Regions from separate parts of the Gossypium hirsutum genome. Here region 2 is linked to region 1. The links are chromatin contacts, called in public Hi-C maps. All regions are on one chromosome and are shown on one strand. The core of a region is the stretch at or near the end of the contact, and the rest is flanking DNA. Distances in the headings are between cores, read along the strand shown.

The links. Hi-C and Micro-C count contacts between places; a contact is called where the count stands out from the background.
Region 2: a Hi-C map of fibers shows a contact between it and region 1, with 2.1 times the contacts expected there. The contact joins the promoter of LOC107922595 here to the enhancer-like site in region 1. A contact is called at or near these places in 9 of 34 Hi-C or Micro-C datasets (callus, fibers, hypocotyl and 1 more).

The regions. Positions count from the first base shown.
Region 1 is chrD01:11,244,740-11,251,137 of Gossypium_hirsutum_v2.1, reverse strand. It overlaps LOC107921978 (glycerophosphodiester phosphodiesterase GDPDL3), which reads right to left. Exons shown (of 9, transcript XM_016851776.2): 9 at 6,029-6,398. The coding sequence ends at 6,292. Among protein-coding and RNA genes, the nearest start is that of LOC107921978, 10 kb to the right of the region's middle. Within about 2 kb of position 4,122, at least 6 of the 9 cell types and tissues checked have an H3K27ac peak or open chromatin away from gene starts, as enhancers often do. A contact at or near this core is called in fibers, where this site is marked.
Region 2 is chrD01:11,284,676-11,291,073 of Gossypium_hirsutum_v2.1, reverse strand. LOC107922595 (40S ribosomal protein S8) reads left to right here and starts at 3,832. Exons shown (of 5, transcript XM_016852699.2): 1 at 3,832-3,990; 2 at 4,098-4,170; 3 at 4,579-4,915; 4 at 5,126-5,295; 5 at 5,469-5,792. The coding sequence starts at 3,987. The coding sequence ends at 5,544. It overlaps LOC107921156 (probable cytokinin riboside 5'-monophosphate phosphoribohydrolase LOGL10), which reads right to left and starts at 1,329. Exons shown (of 4, transcript XM_016851029.2): 1 at 870-1,329; 2 at 272-400; 3 at 1-146. The coding sequence starts at 1,082.

The DNA of each region.
Region 1 (6,398 bases), core at 2,873-5,372:
TTTAACAATGATTCCATTGACATTTATTTTCCTTTTGAAGATTCATTTACAGCTTATTGGTTTGGAACTCAATGGAAGATCAACTAAGATCCAAGTTTGATTTCCCATTATTGAATCCATCTCATCATTTATTGTTTTTCAAAAAGCAGAGTCTTGAGATTTCATTACTTCTTCAAATGTAATAAGATCAGATTCTGTATTATAACAATAAGGTATCTTATTGCATATACTTTCAGCTTTTCCCTCTACAAAAAACATAATGAAATCTGGTCCAAAATCTTTGACCTTTTTAATCTTTTTACTTCTTCTTAATTCTTGACAAGATTCATCATTATTATCAATTTGTTCCAATGGAATCACATTCTCATTTGAAGAATGAATCAATTGTTGTGGCTGTAATTGTCTTGAAATAGAATTAAATCTATTTTCATAAAAAAAATAACATCTCTTGATTCAATAACAGTTTTAATTGAAATTGAATAATTTGGTTCAATTACCATGAACCTATATGCCTTGCTATTACGTGCATATCCTATAAATATGCATTCAATTCCCCTTTCATCCAACTTTTTTACGTTAAGGTGTTGGAACTTTAACAATAGTTCTGCAACCCCAAACCTTCAAATAATTAAGGCTTGGTTTCCTTTTCTTCCATTGTTCATAGAGGGTTATTTTAGTTTCCTTCTTAGGATCTCTATTCAATATATGACAAGCTGTTAGAACAATTTCTCCCCAAAAATCTTGTTTAAGACCTAAATATGATAATATTGAATTTACCATTTCAGTCAAGACTCTATTTTTCATTTCAGCTACACCATTTTGTTGTGGTGTTTAAGAGGCTGAAACTTGATGGATAATCCTAGTGGATTCAAAATAACTTGGATTATAGTATTCTCCACCTCTATCCAATCTTAAACACTTGATAAATGATTCACACTGAAGTTCAACTTTAGATTTATAAACTTTAAATTTATCAAGTGCTTTATCTTTTGAATGCAGTAAATATATATATAGCAATATCTAGAACAATCATCAATAAAAGTAACAAAATATTTCTTTCCACCTAATGTAAGAGTATTATGTATGTCACATAAATCACTATGTATCAAAACAATCAACTTTGTTTTCCTTTTGACCTTAGGGAAATGGTTTCTTGTAATTTTAAGTTAACATACATGTATTGCATTTTCCAATATTATTAAAAATAGGAATTAAATCTAACTTATACATGTCATTCAAATTTCTATAATTCAAATGACCTTATTTATAATGCCATAAACAAGAAGATTCGACCTAAATAGAAATAGTATTTTTATTCTTATTAATAATTTTGAGTTTGAACATGTTCTCATACATATATCATTTTCCTACAAAAATTCCTCCCTTAGACAAAATAAACTTATCTACCTCAAAAACAAGTTTGAAACCAAACTTATTCAACAGATTTTCAGACACAAATTCTTCCTAACTTCTGGTACATAAAGTACATCATTCAAGGTTAAAACATTTCCAGAAGTAAATTGTAGTTCAATAGACCCTTTGTTTTTGATTGTTGAGGTGGAAGAATTTTCCATGTACAAAACATTGTCATTTTCACATTGTGTGAACTTTGTGAACATGCTTTTGTCTTTGCACACATGCTTGGTTGCTCCGGTATCAAGTCACTATGCATTATCATCTTGTGCCATATTAATTTCAGATATCAGTGCAACGAACTTTTCGTTATTATTAGTCTTAGAAGATGATTTCTTCCTTAAAAATTGACATTCATTCTTGAAATGTCTCGGCTTACCACAATGATAGCATATGCCATTTTGTTTCTTTTTGAACTTAGGTGTTCTATCAGTCTGTTTGAACTTTCTCTTGAATGGTTTAGTAGTCTGTACTTCCTCTGTAACATGCACTTTAGCATTTTCAGAATTTAGGTTCTGGTCTTGCTTTCAATATTCTTCTTCAATATGAAGATGATTTGGCCTCAACATATATTTCCTCTTTCTTATGTTTTAGACTTCTTTTAAAGTCTTTCCAAGATGGAGGGAATATGTCTATTATGAAGGATACAACAATCATTTCATCCATTTTCATATCACATTGCTTAAATTGATTTAGCATTTTTTTCAATATCATGAAATTATTCCATAACAGAACGACCATAAACCATTTGATAACTATTGAAACAACTAACAATAAATTTCTTACTTGTAGCATCGTCGGTATCTTGTCTCTAATTTGTCCCATAATTTCTTAGTGGTGACCTCGTTTTGGTAGGTGTTGAACAAACCATCGATTAACTATTCAATATGTGGCCTATGCACATGTAGTTAACTTTGTCCCATTTTTGCCTTTCTCAGGTTGCAGCAACAGATTCATTTTCATTCTCTTTTGGTCTTGTATCCAAAACATAGGCAATCTTCAAAGTTGTTAATTAGAAATGCATCTTTTTCTGCCATCGCCAAAAATTGCCACCATCAAAACGATCAAGTTTGACAAAGTTGGAAGTCAACTCCCTTAGTGTTTAACTTTTATGTGTTGTGGTAGTCATCATGAATGATATAACCTTAAAATTGTTAGTACAAATCTCCGATGAGGAAAATCTCGAACACACGAACGGAACTCGAACAGAAAAAGAAGAAATAGGACAAGGCTCAAAGGCGTATATCAAACCACTATCTTTAAGGTTATATTCACCCCCACCTATCTTCGGTGCGCACAAGAGTTTCAAGCAAATTAACCTCGAGGATACAATAAAGCAAATGAATATTTGCGTTTTACACTGACGAGAATAGTCCACTAAACACTAAGCAATGAATAACAAGAAACTCAATTTCTACACAGAATTTATACAATAACTCCTTATAGAACAATCTAATAATATTAAAAAATGAGGAAGGATATAAATAACTTTTAGAACTTGTTGGTGTAGTTTTCAAATGAAATCTCATTCCTATTTATAGGAATTTTCATATCTCTTCATAGAAACATCTTTCAATAGGTGTTGTTTTGAATAATAATGTCCTTAAAAAAACATATAATTATTCATTTAATATTATAACTCAAATAATATTATTTTTCCTAATTATTTTTTAATGTTTATGATTTTTTTTTAAAATTTTATATTTTTAAACCCATTGAAAAGAAAATCGATGACTTAATTAATTCAACCCTCGATAGAATTCTTAAAACATTGATTTGTATAGAGCATGAATTTTAGATACTGAATCTAATTTTTCTTCCCAACATTTTTAAGATGTTTTCTTTTTTGTCAATAAAGGAACACTCATCAATTAAATAGTTCGATTCATAGGAAAGCTAACCATGTACATCCACAAGAGGAGGAAGAAAATATGAGAGGTCAAAATAAACAACCTAGTTACAAGTTGAACTCCTAGTTTCGTACAAAATACTAGAAATGGTATTGCTTCCTCTTGGTAGATATGAAGTAGACTACTGCACTAGAAGTTGCTCAACAAAGTCCTATAGTCATAAATAAGATTTTTGATGGAACTCACAATAACGACCACATCAAACTCGACAACGATACAATAAATGTGCAAACTTTTAGCAAGTTGAAGTCCATCCTAAGACCCCCATAGTTCGACTATTATATTAGAAGAGATCCCAATAAATCTATGATAACAAGCAATCCAATGATTATTATGATCCCTAACGATGGCTCCTGAGCCAGTATGTCCTGGGCTCGTAAGTGAGGATCCATTATAGTATTTAGCAGGAGCGTAGATAAGAGGAGGTAGATGATCTTGACCCCAAAAATGATAAGTGTGATTTAATCCCTTTGAAACTTATGAAATTACAAGTTATTATAATGGTGAAACTGCATTTTAGTCTTCAAAAATTTATGGTTCATCTTTGGCCTCAAAAGCTAGTTTTCTAACTTCGCCCGTAGGTTTTAGGATGTCAGTCTTAGACGTGGTGTCCTCAACCAAAGATTGTACCCTTTCCCAGAAACTTATGGAAGGAACCGCTTGTATCCTCAACTACATCCTCCATCAGATGTATGTCATCATCTTCCAGAAACCCTTGATTACTTTCAGTATCAGAAACAGAGTTCATCTATTTATCCCCAAACCAAATCATGTTTCCATTCTGTGTATCAACTGCTATATCTCCCACGTCAATGGGATCGTCCTCTCGTAGCCTAAAGCCTAACTTTTTAAGTGGCTCTGCCACCCATCGCCAGTTGACTTGAATTTCCAGCCTCACCCCTAGCCTTGATTTTCTACGTTGCAACTTTATTTCGTCTATTTTGGTTTAAATATCCTCACACAGCAGCAGCAGCTTTAGAAATGTGCTAAATTTGGGTAATACTTGCATCCTAATTGTATGTTATGCCCTTTAGAAAACCCTCACACATATTTAATTTCTTTGATGATCTTTCTTTTTCTTTTTACCATTTTAATATTGTGTAAAAAATACATCAATCATTAACTGAATGATAAAAAAATTATTTCAGTCTTCAGCTAATACTAACTCTGAGTGTGATATAAGGCCACAATCAATACCACAACCTCTTGAATGAAATATATACCTTATTATGATACTTACGGTTACTGACTCACAACCCAAATGGGTTCGGGTTAAACTCTACACGGTTCACACATCAAGTTCACCTATTGAGCTCGCACGACATTAAGAATTCGCAGGAGGGACACTTACACCCTCCCATGAGATCACACGTGAGATCGCACATGAGACTGTTCGCATGGCACTACATAAGGCAAACCCCTATCGTAGAAACACGTGTCAAATCTAGAGCAAAGTACGTATTAGCATGCATGAAAGCTACCTAAGATATCACATCAGTGAACAATAATCATATCATATAAATAGACAACCTTATCATCTAAGGAGGATAAAGAAAAACACTCAACATACCTACATAGAGAAATCAGAGTTTGCCGCCGTAGGAAGTCGAAATTAGTTGGGGGATTATATACCAATTTTACCATTTCCGTATCTACGAAACTTAACTGTAAAGTGAAATGATACATTACTTCTCACATAAGACTTCCTCCAGTTATGTTATGATACAAAAATGCATGCATTAAACCTCATCATGCCACAAAAGTCATGAATACAGCTGGATTTATAGAATGTCAATTGGGGTTAACTTATACTGCTGAAATACAATATATATACAGTATCTTGTAAAAGATCTGAGACCCTAAGGTTCCAACAATCTCGCAGTGAGCTTGTCCAGGACTGACGGTTGAATCAGTACAAGTTGTATCGAAAGGTAACCATGCAAGGAGTAAAGGTTTACTAAAAAAAGTTGGTGACATGGGATTTCCATCATTAAGATCAATGGCTATGATGATAAAATGAAGAATACGTAGCAGAGATGACGGAGATAAGGAGCCTTTGATCAGAGGCAAATAAGAGAAGCAAAAGGTTAAACTAGATAAGAGGGACTGTTGCGAGATGACCATTCACGCATCATGCACATTTAGCGAATCCTTCAAAATTGACGAAGTCGTCTAGACTGGTGAATCCTTTAAGCTTTGAAAACTCCCTATTGGCGAATTCATCAAATATTGACAAACCCTCTAAAGATTGACGACCTCATTAACTTGACGAATTAAGAATGCAAACTAGAATCGCAAAAAAGATGCGAGCTGTTTGGAGAACCATGTAGCTATGAAGTAACTAGATTTGAAGAATGTTTTCCTTTCTTAGAAGATTTAGAAATTATTAGTATAACACATTTGTTATTTATTAGCATAAAATCTTTGTTATTTTCTTCTGTAGTCAGAAGCTTTTCTTGTTATAAATACCCCTGTTCTTCATTATTCAATATAGGGTGAAATATATAAAACTTTTGCAGACTGTTTTATTGCAAAATCTCTTATTAACTCTTTGCAATTCTCTTTCTTATCGTCGTAATTCCAGAAGGCACTGATATGGAAGCTGTGGAGATTTAAGGGGATTATATATATAAATATATATATAGAGAGAGAGAGAGAGAGAGATCCATAAATAATTCATAGAAATGAATAATGGCAGAGATATCTTACACAAATCAAATAGGAAATGCATCCATTAAAGATATGTAGCTCTCAAGAATTGTTCTTTTAGAAAAAGGAAGACAATGAGAAGAATGAACATACCTACAAAATTATAAGGTAAAAGGAATTAACACTGCTGTTTGGAGGGGAGACAACTAAGAAAAACTGGTCTTTGCCACGGGCACTGCACTCCTGCAGCAAAACCTTCAACCTACTCGATATCCAAGCAACAAGATTTATAAAAAATTGAGAGCAAGGCCGACTCTTATCAGATTTCAAAACAGTAATACATGGCAAGAAGCACAGCCATAAGTGGTACAATGATAGAGGCAGCAACTTTAGGCTGTCCGTTTGGTGCTGGGGCCGCTGCTACAG
Region 2 (6,398 bases), core at 2,583-5,082, 40 kb before region 1:
AATTTTGAGGTCGTCCATTCTCCAGCTTCCTTACCTATCTTAAACCCACCGACCGCCTTTCCTGCTTCCTGAGCACCCTTAATAGCAGCATCCATGAGGCCAGGACCAGCCCCAGTCCATGTGGTACAGTCCAAAAGGTTAGCTATCTGCCATGCAGTAAAACTAATCTCATGAAAAGAATCAAAACAAGCCACTAGGGGAAATCGGTCCAAAGTGTACAGACTTTTGCTAAATGCATTTAAAGAGAGAAAAGCTCTATAAATTAACTTGCCTCCCTAGCCAGTTCCAGTGTTTGTGAGTAATGTGGATGGCCAGGTCCCATCCTTGAAGAACCCAAGTACACAACTCCTCTCCCAAGTCTGTGTATGAGTTCATAGCATTGCTCTATCTCTTTCCTAACCTTTCAAACGAGAAAAGAACATAGCAAATAAGCTTCTCACTTTACACAAAACCTAACAAAATAATATCCCTAAATTATATTGTACCAGCACAAGGAGATGGCATCCATAAACTAAATTGAAATTAAACATCCATGAAAAAATGGCAGCAATTCAACTTTGTATCTCCAAGACAATTCCCATTACTTTGGTGCATTGCACACTCAAATTATCAGCAGAGCATGCTCAAAAAAGCCAAAAATATAACCAACATAGATATTTGCTCAGAGATTTTACTTTAATAACATAAAATCAAGTCTAATTCTATAAAGCAACACTTAGGATCAAAATCCATGGCTATCCAATATAATCAGCATTCTCCAGGCTATAACATGAGTCAGAAATCAACACAAAAATTAAGTTTTTAGTAAGAATAAAAGTGAATCCCAAAGGAGATTGAAAAGTTTGAGCAGAGGCGGAGATTAGGATTACCTCATTGGGGCTTGTTCTTTCTTCAAAGTCCACAAATTCACTCTTGCAAAGTGAAACTCTTCCAAATTTTTTATAAGCCCTGAAATTTTTAGCCAAGTTGAAGCCAACAACAAACCTCTCTTTCAAAGTGAAAGACTGAAACCTGACATTCCAGTGATGAGAATCTCTCACAGAAACAAAAGAACCCAATGAACCCAACAGCGCAAACCCCATCAAAATACCCTCCAAATGTATCCAAGACTAAGTTTTTGCATACACTGATGGATTCAAGGAAGTGGGTTATGACTTATAACAACAGAAAAGGGAATGGAAGGAATCAAATTGTTATCTTAAAATTTGCAAGTTGTAAGGGAGCTTTGGAGAGAGAAGGAATAATTTATCCCAAATTGCTTCGGTTGTTGCTTCCATTGTTGAGCAAAGTTGGGAGCTCTAGTTGTTTTGTTTCCAATCCGATAGAAACAAAATGTTTATACAACTTTAAGGTTAAATTACTCGCAAGTCACTCTAAAATACGACTTATCCTATTTTAGTCCCTTTCATTTTATTTTTAATTTAATTAGCTCATTTGAAAGACTGACACGTGAATTTTTTTTGTTGTTAGACTTTGGATAATTCTATCTCTATCTGATGTGTTTGTGAGGCAGTCCGCTATTAGCTAAAGTAGACCAGGTGGCCCGTTCAAAATATGAGAAGATTTTGTTAAAAATATAGGCCCGAAAAGTAGGATTGGACAAAAAAATAAGATCTGTTTAAAAAATAGGTCGGGCCTCAGGTAAAATATTTTTGGCTTAAACTCAGCCCGGCCCAAATTCACTAAATGAAAAAAAAAATTGCTTTTTTTTTTGTTTTTGAATGTTATTTTCTTGTTGTTTCCTCTCTATTTTGCTACCATTTTACTATTATGTTACTACTATTTTATTGTTATTATTTGGATATTGAATAAAACTTATTTTATTGTTAATTTGGTTATTATTTTAAAGGTATTTATTAATTTTGTTATTATTTTAGAGGAATTTACTTGTTAAGTTGCATTTATATTAGTGTTATTTAAGTCTACATATTTTTTAAAATTTATTTTCAATTTGTTGGGAAATATTTATTTTGATGTTTTTAGTATTTTTGATATAATATATATATTTAAAAATTATATAAAAATTATATAAAAATTTAATATGGGCAGACCAGGTCGGGCCCAAGTTTTAGTATTTTTATTCAGGTCGAGTTTGGATAAAATTTTAGGCCCATTTTTTGAGCCGAGCCTAATAAATGGGCTTGAATTTTTAGTTGAGCCCGACCCGAACCCGGACGCAGGCCATGAGTACCTCTAACATAAACAAACACCCACTATTTTTGGGTTTCATTCCTTCATTAATTTTATTAAATCTCCATTTTCTTTGTGGATATGTTACAGGTTTTACCAGGGATTTAAATTGCGGTCGCGGTCGCGTTTTCGGTCGCATTGCGTTTATCGCGGTTGCGGACATAACGGATGCTATGCGGTCGTGAATTTTACATTACTTATTGTGTATTGCGGGTATAGCGGATTTCGGCAGTAGCGGTTTCGGACGGTGCCGCTACTGCTATATAACGGCCGCTATTTCGATAACGGACCTCTATTTAAATCCCTGGGTTTTACTTTCAATGCGCCTTCTCGGGATCAGATCTGAAGTATTACTTCTATCTGGTAAGCAAATTGTTGCTTTTGATCATATGGCTTTTATCACTACATTGATTTCAGGTGATTATGGGGCTGGTGACATCTGGATGCGCGGCGGTGGGATATATCGGTAGATATGGAGAAGAATCAGTGTAACCATGTGGGGACGTTTTGCTATCAAATGATGATATCCATGGTGTTATCTTACTTGGCCTTCTTTTTCCTACTTTGCTCTTTGTGTTGCGCCTGGCAACAAAGTCATGTAGCAGTATGAATCACCATGAAAGGAAGGCAAGTCACGAGTGGTTGGTTGGTTGCGCCCTTCAAGATTAGAAATTACAGTGTTCCTAGGGATATTATATGTTTTATATATAGTTGTAACAGTATACCTTACATGTTTTACTGCTTATTTCAGATTAGGTGTTGATGGCGGGAGTTGGATTGAAGTCCCATTTTTTAAAAATTGTTTTAAGTTTAGGCTCGTTTTTGGATAATTCAACCCTTTAAAAATTAAATTTACTATTCAAAAATTAATAACATATTGAAAATATATTTTTTATTATTTAAATTGAATTCAAGTTTGATTGAGCCAATATGAAAATTGAGTCGAGCAGGCTATCTAACCTTTTCAACAGTTTTAACTTATTCTTATAATTGATGGAACAAATTTTAAACAATATGCTAACTCCTGGTTAATAGTTTTAAAGTAAGTTTGGATATGAGGTGCATTTAGTTGTGATTAGAGTAAAAACAGCGATAACAGTGAGATTAGATACTATAGCATGAGACAAAAAGTAAGCTAAATACATTACGCTGCACCCCACTATCCATCTAATCTCATTCTTAATTTACATAAGTTTTAAGGTTTGACCTATTTATATATCCTTTCTTTGATAGCCTATAAATATAAATTGAGAAAGAAAAATAGAAGAATAGAGAAGGATTGTTGGAGTTTGGAAAAAAAAATCGTCATGCTGTAATTATTATTTAATGGGTTAATGTGTCACATTAGCAATCCGTTAGTAAATAATATATAATTTAATGGGAGCGACTAGTTTAAACAATTATTTTATTTAGAGTGACTAAATTTAAAAAAATAAATTAAAATGATTAAAATAGAATAAACCCTATTTTAAAGTCAAGATTTATTTTACCCAAATTTCAAATATAACATCCAATAATGGTTGGGCTTTCTAAGGGATAAAATCATGAATGCAAACATTTTATTGGGCCAAGAAAGCATTAATCTAATTTACCCATGATTACTTTTTACCCTAACAATAACCCAACCCAAATTAGGACATTATGGTAATTAAACAAAAACTAGGGTTTTTGTGTATATGCGGGCTCTAACTTCCGCCTGTCACTGCTTCTGAATCCTAGCTTTTTTTTTCTTCACAGATTTGCTTCAACCCCCTCCCGCTCTTCCCCCTGCTAAAAGGCTTGAGCTTTCAGCCAAAATGGGTATTTCTCAAATTCATATGATTTTTGTTCATTAATATCTTCTAAATGATGTAGTTTTCTGCTTGATTTTCTTGCTTAATGGTGTTCAATTTTAAATTTTCTGATAGGTATTTCTCGTGATTCGATGCACAAGAGGCGTGCCACAGGTGGCAAAAAGAAGGCTTGGAGGAAGAAGAGAAAGTAATCTGCAAAACCCTTCTTTTTCCTGTTTCTTATTAATCCTTTGATGACCTTTTCTTTATCATTTTTTGATCTGGTTGGTTGCTTAGAAAGTTGATTAAGGATTATTGAAAAAAAATCAGTTTTTGTTCTTGAAATTTACTTGAACTGATATTCCATTTTAGGCCTTTCGTTTTAGATTTAGCTTCATTTTATTGTCAGATGAGGATTTTGGAGAAATTTTATTGAGCTTTATCGGGGTTTATTTTCTTTGGGTAAATTATTTAACTTGCTCACCATTTCATTATCGTAAACTATGCTATTGGAGGCTAGAGATCTAATCCACTTCATCTATTATACTATTGGGTTGTTTGACTTGGTTTTCAATCTTAGTTTGTCCTACCTTATTGATGGTTTGTTTTTTATAAGGTATGAGCTTGGAAGGCAACCAGCAAACACAAAGTTGTCAAGCAACAAGACAGTCAGGAGGATTAGGGTTCGTGGTGGAAATGTGAAGTGGCGCGCTCTGAGGCTCGACACTGGAAACTACTCATGGGGAAGTGAAGCTGTGACTCGTAAAACCAGAATATTGGATGTGGTCTACAATGCATCTAACAATGAGCTTGTTCGTACTCAAACTTTGGTGAAGAGTGCTATTGTTCAAGTTGATGCTGCTCCATTCAAGCAATGGTATCTCCAGCACTATGGTGTCGACCTTGGTCGCAAGAAGAAAACACTTGCAGCAGCTACCAAGAAAGATGGAGAGGTAGGAGGAATTTTTTTAAATATTCTTTTTCACCTGGATGTTATTGCTTCAATAATAGATTAGTTCCTTTGTTGTCGAGTTAATTGTTTTTGTAAGTGTTAGTTATTTTGCTGTGTCTTTCTTTAATATTTCGGTGTCAGTTACAAAGTTCACTTGACCATAATCTGAGGGCATTGAATCTTACAATGTTTTGCTTCATTTTGTATATAGGAAGGTGAAACTGTTGCTGAGGAGGCGAAGAAGAGCAAACATGTCTTAAGGAAGTTGGAAAAGCGTCAGCAGAACCGCAAGCTCGACCCACATATTGAGGATCAATTCAGTAGTGGTCGTTTACTGGCTTGTATCTCTTCACGGCCTGGTCAGTGCGGCCGTGCTGACGGGTATGTAACCTCCTGACTTTTACCATTGTAATGCACAATTGCTTTGTTAAAGGAATTATTTATAGACAGCTGATAAATTCCTTTCACTAATCTCTTGGAGGATAAGTAGGACAGGACAAGTGACAATAACACTATTATACCACTTATTCTAATGTGTGAAATGGGTTTTACAGGTATATCTTGGAAGGCAAAGAACTGGAGTTCTACATGAAGAAGATCCAGAGAAGGAAGGGAAAGGGAGCTGCCTAAAGTTTTGTTACTTGAGATTTCATATTTCAGATCAAATGTCCCTTTTTTTAACCTTTCTTTCACCATTTTCAGGAGATTTTGAGATTGTGATAGTGGTTACACTTTTAGTATGAATTTTCAAGTAGTGAAGTTGTGTCTTAATTCAACAGTATTATCATATACCTTGAGCTGCATGTTTTTTTTGTACTTGGAATTTAGTTGATATTTAACTTAATATAAATGGCAGCCTGTTTTGGGATTTTGTATTATCATATAGGATGATTTTAGTTGATGGTTAAAGCTTGATTAGCTCTTAACTCGACATAATTCAAACAAGGAACACAAAAGTTGCAGACATGGAGTGGATAAATATTTACATATAATCATGATGAAGAAATGGATAAGCTGCTTTTCGGCAAAAGTACCTAAATCGTTTTATTATACCTTGCTTTGCATTTGGATGTTAGGTGAGGGAGCAAACAGTTTTTTGTTAAATTTGTACAGTTAAATGTTTGATTTGGTGTTTATATACAATATATGATAATAAATTCATTTTTTAATCTTTATACATTTATTTAATTTGACTCATTAGTAAAGATTAAAAAGTTGGAAAAATTAAGCATATAAGTCAGTTTTAAAAGTTATTTAGGGTTTTAGATTTTTTTTAATTTAGTGAAATAGGCCTTTTGGTAAGATGTGGATGTCATTCCAAAAGCGTGCTTTGTTGGACGTGCTTATAGGGCGTGATTTTACATGTAGCACCCAATGCGATTTATTTAAATCAAAAATCAAATATATATATATGTTATCTGTTGGATCGCCTAAGAAAATTAAGGATGTTGATTTTCTAACTATTGCGACCAATAGCTATTGAA